Linked DNA regions of Mus musculus: region 2 is linked to region 1. A link is a contact called in public Hi-C data. All regions are on one chromosome and are shown on one strand. Each heading gives the region's core, a stretch centred on a gene start, on an enhancer-like site or on the middle of the called end of the contact. The rest is flanking DNA. Distances are from core to core; before and after follow the strand shown.

What was found. Hi-C and Micro-C count contacts between places; a contact is called where the count stands out from the background.
Region 2: a Hi-C map of uterus shows a contact between it and region 1, with 1.8 times the contacts expected there. The contact joins two enhancer-like sites. A contact is called at or near these places in 1 of 15 datasets of contacts at CTCF or cohesin (the NIH/3T3 cell line) and 3 of 484 Hi-C or Micro-C datasets (all in uterus).

What each region holds. Positions count from the first base shown.
Region 1 is chr4:95,473,451-95,477,824 of GRCm38.p6, reverse strand. The region is part of intron 1 of Gm830 (a long non-coding RNA gene); the gene reads left to right. Among named protein-coding and RNA genes, the nearest start is that of Gm12707, 9.9 kb to the left of the region's middle. Within about 2 kb of position 1,359, at least 36 of the 459 cell types and tissues checked have an H3K27ac peak or open chromatin away from gene starts, as enhancers often do. A contact at or near this core is called in uterus, where this site is marked.
Region 2 is chr4:95,787,294-95,791,581 of GRCm38.p6, reverse strand. The region is part of intron 8 of Fggy (FGGY carbohydrate kinase domain containing); the gene reads right to left. Among named protein-coding and RNA genes, the nearest start is that of Hook1, 180 kb to the left of the region's middle. Within about 2 kb of position 2,536, at least 10 of the 459 cell types and tissues checked have an H3K27ac peak or open chromatin away from gene starts, as enhancers often do. A contact at or near this core is called in uterus, where this site is marked.

The DNA of each region.
Region 1 (4,374 bases), core at 110-2,609:
AATCCAGATGACAGAGAGACATATGGATTAGGCCAGGAAGGAGCCAGTCATCCCCCTGTTAGGACAAAACTGGTAGTCAGTGTGTGGGCGTGGTGTATGGGAATGGGAATTGAATTTTGATACTCTGTGGAGACATGCAGGTTCATGTTCCTTTCCACCATGTCAGCCAACACCTGTCTGTAAGCTGCTGGCTCACCTCCATTTCTCTCAGCCCTGCCTATGTCTAGGTTCTATGTTGTCATGTACGTCATGATGTAGCTGTTTTCGTTCCTTTATCAGTAAACTTACTACCTTAGCATCTAACTGTTCATTTTGGCCTCCTTGCACTTCCTACTGAATTCAAAACAAGGACTCTTCTTTTCCATTTTGTTTGTCCTTTTTTTTTTAAAGCAAATTTAGCATACAATAATCATTGCTGAGGATAAGAAAGGGAGACGAATGAATAAGAAGCATTTCAGCTCTGCAAAACACACAATTGACGCCTGCACTTTGCTTTAGTTTTCTTGAGTTTTAAAACCTGAATGGTCCCATAACCAGCTGAAGATGTGAATTGTGATGTCAAGCCCCCCAGTCTCAGGGCAGAGCAGTTTGCAGAGCAGGCTGCCAGGTGCCTGCTCAGAAGGCTGCTCAGATGTTACAACACGTGGCAGTTTTATACATACACACACATTGCTTCCAAAATACTAAGATAAATGACATATTTCACGTGGGGCTAAAGAAGATAGATGATAGGAAGATGTCTGAAAAAACAAAGGAGGAATTTTAGATGGGATGTAGGGAAAGAGGTGATCTTTGGGATATAACTGAAGAATGCAGATGCTCCAGATGTGCAAAGAACCAAGGCAGAGCATCCTGTACAGGGAGATGGGATGGCATTTGCAAAGACTGAGACCAGGAAAAGGCCAGGCTTGACTGTGTGCTGTCCATGTAGGTGCACAAACACAGATGTCCTCAGTGGCCTCTCAGAAACCTAAGCTCTTCTCAAATGTAGTGTCTCTTAGCCTTGGTAGTGGACTCCACATCTGTCTTGTGCTGAAGAGTACAGCAAGGACATGGCTGTCATACCCAGGTGGCAGTTGGTGATGCACTCCTACAGCAATACTCTTTTTTCAAGTCTGAGATTCCTAGCCACAATCCCACAGCGAGGAGCTGCAGTTGATCCTAAAACCAAGCTTTCTCCCACGCCAAACCATCGACTTGGTGCCAGGGCTGGATTTATTACCTAGTAACTGAGGACAGAAATAATTGGTCGCATTAGTGCCTGGCAGCTGCGCTGGGGCTCCACTCTAGAAGGGAGTCAGGGACTAAAGAACTGAGACAAGTTTACTTTTCTCAGCCCAGGTGCTCTCCTGAGGCCCGCCCAGCCCTAATGAACACTGCAAGCCAAGGCCCGTGCAGCTGACAGGCCGGTTCCCCACTTGCAGAGTCCCGGTTTCTTTCCAACCTCTGAAAGAAAAGCACTAGCTAAGGCAGAATGAAGAAATGGCTGCTCTAACTTCGTCTCCGGCTGCTCTCATTTGATTCCCCACAAAAGCCAGCTCTACTCCACCAATTGAGTGTACAAAGGAAACAATTACCTGGAGAAGTCAAGCAATAAGGACAGGACAGAATGAAATCCGGCAGGTCCCTGGCTTCTAGCTAGAATGCACATAGCTGGAATGTTTTTCATACTGGATGGAGTAAAGGGCTTAGACTTTGGGGTCAGGTGGATCTGCATTTGAAAACAAATCCAACTACCCATTATAGATGTGCTCTCTTTAATATGGTCCACTCTGTGCCTTGGTTTACAAGAACTTTGCAACAGAGGGTATAGACCTCCTGCCATCAGAGCTGGATGATGCTCTCTCTAGTTCTGGTACCATCAAAAGTAAAGTTAATGAACTTCTAGCATTGGTGTCTGTCTCCAAAGTCATCCTGAGCCTGTTACCCCAGCACTTGGGAAGCAGAGTCAGAGGGATTATGAGTTCATGTCTAGCCTAGACTACATAGTAAGGCTTCCTGAAATAAACAAATAAGACCCAATTACATGGCTACTTTGAAGAAATGTAAGAATTGTGTGTACTTTATGTATGATGACATACACAAAGCAGCTGCGCAGTACCTGTGAAAGTTGTTATTACATAAGTACTGCTTTAGTTTCAGAATCAGGTTTCTCGAAATGTGATCCAAAGGTATCATTTCCCTCCTGGGACATGGTGGACACACTCCCAGAACCATCCCAACTTCCTGAACTTCAGGCCAAGCATTCTGCTCTGGAAGGATCTCCAGGTGATTTGGGTGCAAAACTAAAGTTAGGCATTTCTGCTCTAGGTAGGCATTTTGAATGCCTTTGAGAGATTTCAGTCAACTGTAAATGTCTTGGGCCCCTAAACACTTGTTTATCCCAACCTGTGATCTTTCCAATGAGCTCCCCTGCTTGTTCCTGGAGAAGAAAGCAATTTGTTGCTCAGGACTTCCATATCAGATTAACAACATCTTCTATAGTTTACAGTCTTTCAGGCATGCTGATCATACATCTACATGGATGACGATCACTCACCTCTGCAGTTATCTTTATTAGGCAAATAAGGAAAGCAACACTCTATGAGGTGAGTTATGTTATCCAAATATTTGCAAGCTCTGAGTCATTAAGCTGTTTGATAAGCAGGATTCATTAGTCTGTTTCTAGAATCAGCACACTTTCTGCCTTGTCCTACTGTGTCTCCATGCCAGGAGGAGGAATGGGAGTGTCTAGTTGAAGACAAGCACTCAGGGACCATGTACAGGGTGTCTTTGCACATCGTGATGCTCTCATGATCATGGAACCCATCAGTCTGATGATGCTCCAAGAACACAGAATCAGGAGGTGGAAACCACAGAGACACAGCCTGTGGCTCAACAAAAACAATCTCTCTTAGTGACTGTGTCAATTGTTCAGAACTTCCTGCCCTGTGGGCAGTCGGGGTTGAGCAGTGGAACAGATGTCATAGGAAGAAGATTGACAGGACATTCTCTCGGGGCAGTGTTTTGAATCAGAGTGAAATTTAGTAAGCAAGCCCCGCCAACCCTGGGCAAACTTTGATATTTAAGCATAAACTGGAGATATGTCATTTGTGCACAAAGCAGACTGGTTTAAGAAGAAAGTGTCTATCTTACCATAGCCCTAGGATCTTGCCTGATCTACCTAGCTGAAAGCGAATCTCTCCTCCTCTGCACTCCCATAGTGTCCTTCACTGGTATCTGTTTTATAGCATTAAGCAGTTAGGCATGGCTAGGAAGCAGTGAACTATGTGTGCATAGAGGCTGATAGAATCTCTTTGGACCCCAGTTCTCCTGTTTATGTAAAACGGGATTCTTTATTGGGCTTGAAGAGAATGAATTGTAGGATACTGCACCTCAGGCTCCTGTGCAAACCATAGAAGGTCTTCAGAGGGCTTATTTCAGACTTCTTGAGAAATCCTCCTGCTCCATCTACCTCTAAACCTGTTCTTCCCACTGAAACAGACACTCTATATGTGGCATGTGATTTTCATTTAGTTAAAAACTGAAAGGGAAATGTATAAGTAAGAAAGAAAGGAGGGTAGGAGAGGGGAGGAAAGAGGAGAGGAGAGGAGAGGAGAGGAGAGGAGAGGAGAGGAGAGGAGAGGAGAGGGGAGGGGAGGGGAGGGGAGGGGAGGGGAGGGGAGGGGAGGGGAGGGGAGGGGAGGAGAGGAGAGGAGAGGAGAGGAGAGGAGAGGAGAGGAGAGGAGAGAAGAGAAGAGAAGAGAAGAGAAGAGAAGAGAAGAGAAGAGAAGAGAAGAGAAGAGAAGAGAAGAGAAGAGAAGAGAAGAGAAGAGAAGAGAAGAGAAGAGAAGAGAAGAGAAGAAAGGAAAAAATGAGGAAGTAAAAACAAAGAAAAGCAGCAGGAAGAACTCTTCAATAGACGAATGCTCGTCTCACTCATTGCTGGCCATATGCTAAGCAGTACACCTGGGCAGTTTCCCAGGTGCACCATGGGCCATGTGTGTGCAGGCAGATGATTGTATACTTGAGGGCTTGTGTGCGTAAGAATGTGTAGTAATCCACAGCATGCTATAATGTGAAGAAAGACGGCAACAAGGAAGATAGACTTACACCAAGCTTCCTATAGGAGACTACTTACAGTTCTGTGATAATTTGGGACAGTTGCTCACTGTGAGAAGCACATGGCCTCTAGGGTGATGAGCACTATGTATCACACTGTACTCTCCATTTGGAACCTCTTGGATAGGACCTGCAGAGGCTTTCATTTACAGAGTACAGCAAAATCCAAAGTGGCTCTGTCTTTAAAGTTGCCGTGTATGGAACTTGCTCCATATGGGGGAACAGGCTGAGTAGTAGTTTTTGAAGCTCTTACAATCCCTTAGGCCCATCAAA
Region 2 (4,288 bases), core at 1,287-3,786, 310 kb before region 1:
AACAGAGGGAGATTACATGCCTATTTCCTAGCCACATACATAGTCAGTTATTACAGCATGTTTCTGACATACATCTACTTACTTGTGACTGGCAAACTGTGGATCCTTTCAAATTGTGTTTCCGGGTTTCCCTTGTACGTACATTTTTCTGATTCCAGTCTCTGACTTTAGACACCATCTCCTGGGTGTAACCATTCACTTACTTTGTTCTAAAATTCAATGTTCTGTTTTAACTTTCTGTGTGATATGTGTTCCTAGGATCTTCATCTCAGATACAGGACTGCTATTACAAACATGCAAGGATGAAGAGTAGCATCCTTTGGTGTAGGGCGCCTGGTTCATTTGGTGACCATGGAACTGCAGACTGTATTGCATCACTTATATGCATATAAGGTGTACTTTCTATTTACTACCTGGAATTAACGTGAGAGTTTAATTTTAAAAACTAAGGCCTGGCATTACATAGAGAAAAAAATCTCAAGTGAAGTACAGTGGCCGCACTGGTTTGAAAGAGGAGAGAAAGCAAGACCACATGGGTGGCTTAGACATTACCTGTATATTCCTTACACGAGTAAGTATAGGGAGGCTTCACTCCATTAATAGCATATTGTGTAGAGACAAAGAAACCCTTGGTTGATTTGTAACAAGGCATTATATATATATAAGACAGGGTCTCACACTGTAGCCTTGGCTGGCCTAGAACTTACTCTGTAGATCAGACCAGTCTTGAACTCATGAAAATCAACCTGCCTCTGCCTTCCAAATTATGAGATTAAATTCCTTAAATATTTTAAGCAAATTTAGTAAGAGCCTCCTACACTTACAAAGAGCAATTTTCTTGATGAGGGGTGAGGGCTATACTTACGTCTGTGGGTATAAAGACAAACAATTAGAATGCAGTTAGAAGTTTGTTGGTTTGGTAAGGTGGTGGCTGTAGGTTCTCATCCAAGATCCATGACTTCACTAGCACTGGGCAGTTGGATAGGTTTCCAGTACCAGCCAATAGATAGATGAGAGATGATAGACAGGCAGACAGACCTACACAGACAGATGGATAGATAGATAGAGCAATAGAAAAATAGTTAAAAAATAAATAAATAGATAAACAACAATTAATGAAAAAGAGGCCATGAGCTTGAAAAAGAACAATGAAAGCTATATAGGAGCTTTTGGAGGGAGAAAGAGGAGAGTAACATAATTTTATTATAGTGCTCTCCCAAATACATGAAAATCTTAAAAAGTCACCATCTCTGTGCACGGGCACTAGCTATTGTCTTTTGGACATATCCTCTCAAACAAGTCACTGTGTTCCAGGTATGGCTAAGAGGACATTCATGCAAATCTAGACAAGAAGAAATCTGCTCTGTAGAACTCTTCTTCCAGTTTTGGCTTAACATAAAAAGGTAAGTTTAAAATGGCTAGGCAAAGAGCACTAAAAGCTATCTAGATGTGGTACCTCCCTTTGTGACTTTATAAACGTTTGTTTATAAATAAACAAAAGTGTTTGTCAAGCCCAGCTGAGATGCCAGGGCAAGGCTCACCGTATACATCTTTAAAAGGAGACTGATGAATGGCGAGACAGCATGAAGTCAAGAGGAAATGGCAGGTATAGAGAAGACAGGATGAAATGCCCTATTCCTTGCGTACCCAGGGACATCACAAATGTGACAGATGTACAGAAGTGATCCCAGCCCTCCTTCCTGTCAGCAGTACCGTAGGCCCCTGAGTCTACCATGCATCAGTCCTGGGAGACCTGAAATTGCTAGAAGGAACAAGTCTCCATCTCCAGGTGCCCAGTTTCACATTTTTTGCCCCTAGCCTTAAGATCCGGGTAAGCCTGAGTCCATTATACTCAGTTTTGATGAAAAAGGAAAAAAAAAAAAAAAAGAATAGGTTCAGAGCATTAACTCTTAAGTTCTAACTTAATGTGTGTTACAACTAAGACCAAACCAGGATTTAACCAAATCTGACTCTACGACATTCTCTTTCGAAACAACTTGATTTAAAAAAAAAAGTTGCAAAAAATAGAGTCAGAGACTCTTTCAGCTCAGCTCTTGTGGGCCATGAATAGATATGCAGCCTGTCCATTTAATAAAGTTGTGGACTATCCTATGTAAGGAAATGTGGGGCAGGGGCATAATCAAACAATTCCTGTTACACCCTCCCTCTTTTCTACAGGCAACAGCAGTGCTGTGAGGTTAAGTTGAAAGAAAAACTGTTTTACATTTAAATAAGATCATAGGAAAGAGAGGTGGTTTGTAACACCGAAGCAGTAATACAGAGACTCAAAGGAGAAAGGATATTGAGGAAAAGTTAATTTGGGGGTGCTTAACCCCTGTCTGTGTGCAAAAAAAAAAATCTCTACTAATATATAAGGTATGCAAACACTGTAGGACAATCAGAAACAAATGAAATGCTGGCTTCAGAGTAACAGGATTCAGCTGTGGGCAATGGCCAGGAGGCAGCTTTTGTTATGAATAGATCATCTGGATGGGAAGCAGGCCTGATTCCAGCCCTTGGAGTAGATCTTTTGGGGTATGAGAAAGTACTTGGGCCCATCTGGACTTCCTTAGGAGAAAAGAGAAGGGACGAAAACAACTGTCAGTAAAATATATGGCATGATACAGCACAGCTCTCTGAGGGTGGCTTAAATGGAAACTGCACGCTATTAATTTGTATTCAGTTTGCAAACCAAAGAGAATGATAATTGCCCTTATTTTTTAAATAAAAAAAAAAGGCGAACAAAGGCACACAGTGGGCGTGGAGGGGGGTGACTATTTGCCAAGAAGTTACTACAGTTGAATGCGTTTGTACTGGTAATCTCTGTGGTCTTGGAATTTCCTAGTTTACTGACAAGAAACCATGTCTCTTGGAGGTCAATGCCTTTCCATGGCTGCATGGATGTTATGTGGCAGGATGCAGATCTGATCTGGACCTTCACGTCTTTCTGTTGTAAGGGGTCACCTCTGAGCAATTCAGCAACTATGGAGTCAAAGCACATCTGGGGGCTCCAGGGAAGCAGCCATTCACCTCCTAGATTTTTACCATTTCCAGGGAAGTAGGTTTCTAGGGAAGGGCTATGGACTGCATGGGTAAGGCTCTGTCAGAAAAACTCTATGACTGAGTTAAGTTCACTTCAGGAGTCCCTAGATTTTCCCTCTCTCTACACTCACTAGGTGGTAAGATAAGGAACTGGCCTGGCTTTCAGACTTGTCAATTCCAGAGAACCCATGATCTCTGCATGTGATATAGTCTGGCTTGCCACTGGTCTGGCAAACTGAGAACCTGGCTCTCACTTTAGGGACAGACAAATAGCTCTTGAGTAGGAGCTATTTTCTTCTTTCTTACTTGACTCATAGGATGGTAAAGTAGCAAAGTATTGAGTCCTGGCAGGACAGAACGGCCTTCCGTGTGCAGAACTCGGGATGGGAAGCTGGACACTGAGGCTATACCCTTAGCCATAGTACAGAAGAGGACCGTCTTGTTCACCTATGAATAACAGGTCTGTGTAGCAAGTGATTAGCCTGGTCCCTGTCTGGCTCCCCTCTTGAAAAGACAGACAGGAAAATTTTCCTGCCAGGATGTTGAAAAAAATCTATAGGCAGGTTAGAATAGAAAGCAACTCTGGGCTGTCCTTTTTCATCTCTTCAGGCTTCAAGACAGTCTTGCCTTGCCATGTGCTGAGTCTATGACTCCCTGTACTCTTTATTATGTTACTAGGGAATATTTAATCCACATTTCTGTCTGAGTTCAAAGTACAGACAAGTCTCGTTAATCCTTGTAAGATGCAAAGATGTCTCCATGAGGGAGGGAGCAGCTGAAAATGGAAGTAGGCTTGGGTGGAAAAAAACCTGAGTCTCATTTCTTATGCTGAACCACGAAGACTGCTCAGTTTTCAATTTGTGTCTCTAATGGGTTGATGTAAGAAGATAACTGATGTTTACACTCAAGGCATTTGTATTAATTGATGCTCCCTCCTCACCCCAGGAGACTTTACATAACAGCTGCCTCCTAGGGTTTCAGGGCCATTAACTGAGATCTTAGATGCAAAGCAACTGTCTTGGTTTCTGAAAGATCAGAACAGTTGCCTGATAAGAGGCAGGGAAGTACCAAAAGAACTACTCAGAGAGGTTGAAAATCAATTCTATCTAGAACAGGGGCCCTCTGTAAGTATTCCACTGAGTACCTGAGTACCTTTTAGACTTGGGGGAGAGAGGTGAAAACCATCCTGGCTTTGGCTAACTTCTCAGGAGTTGTGATGTCTGATAGTCAATCCCAAAATGGCAAT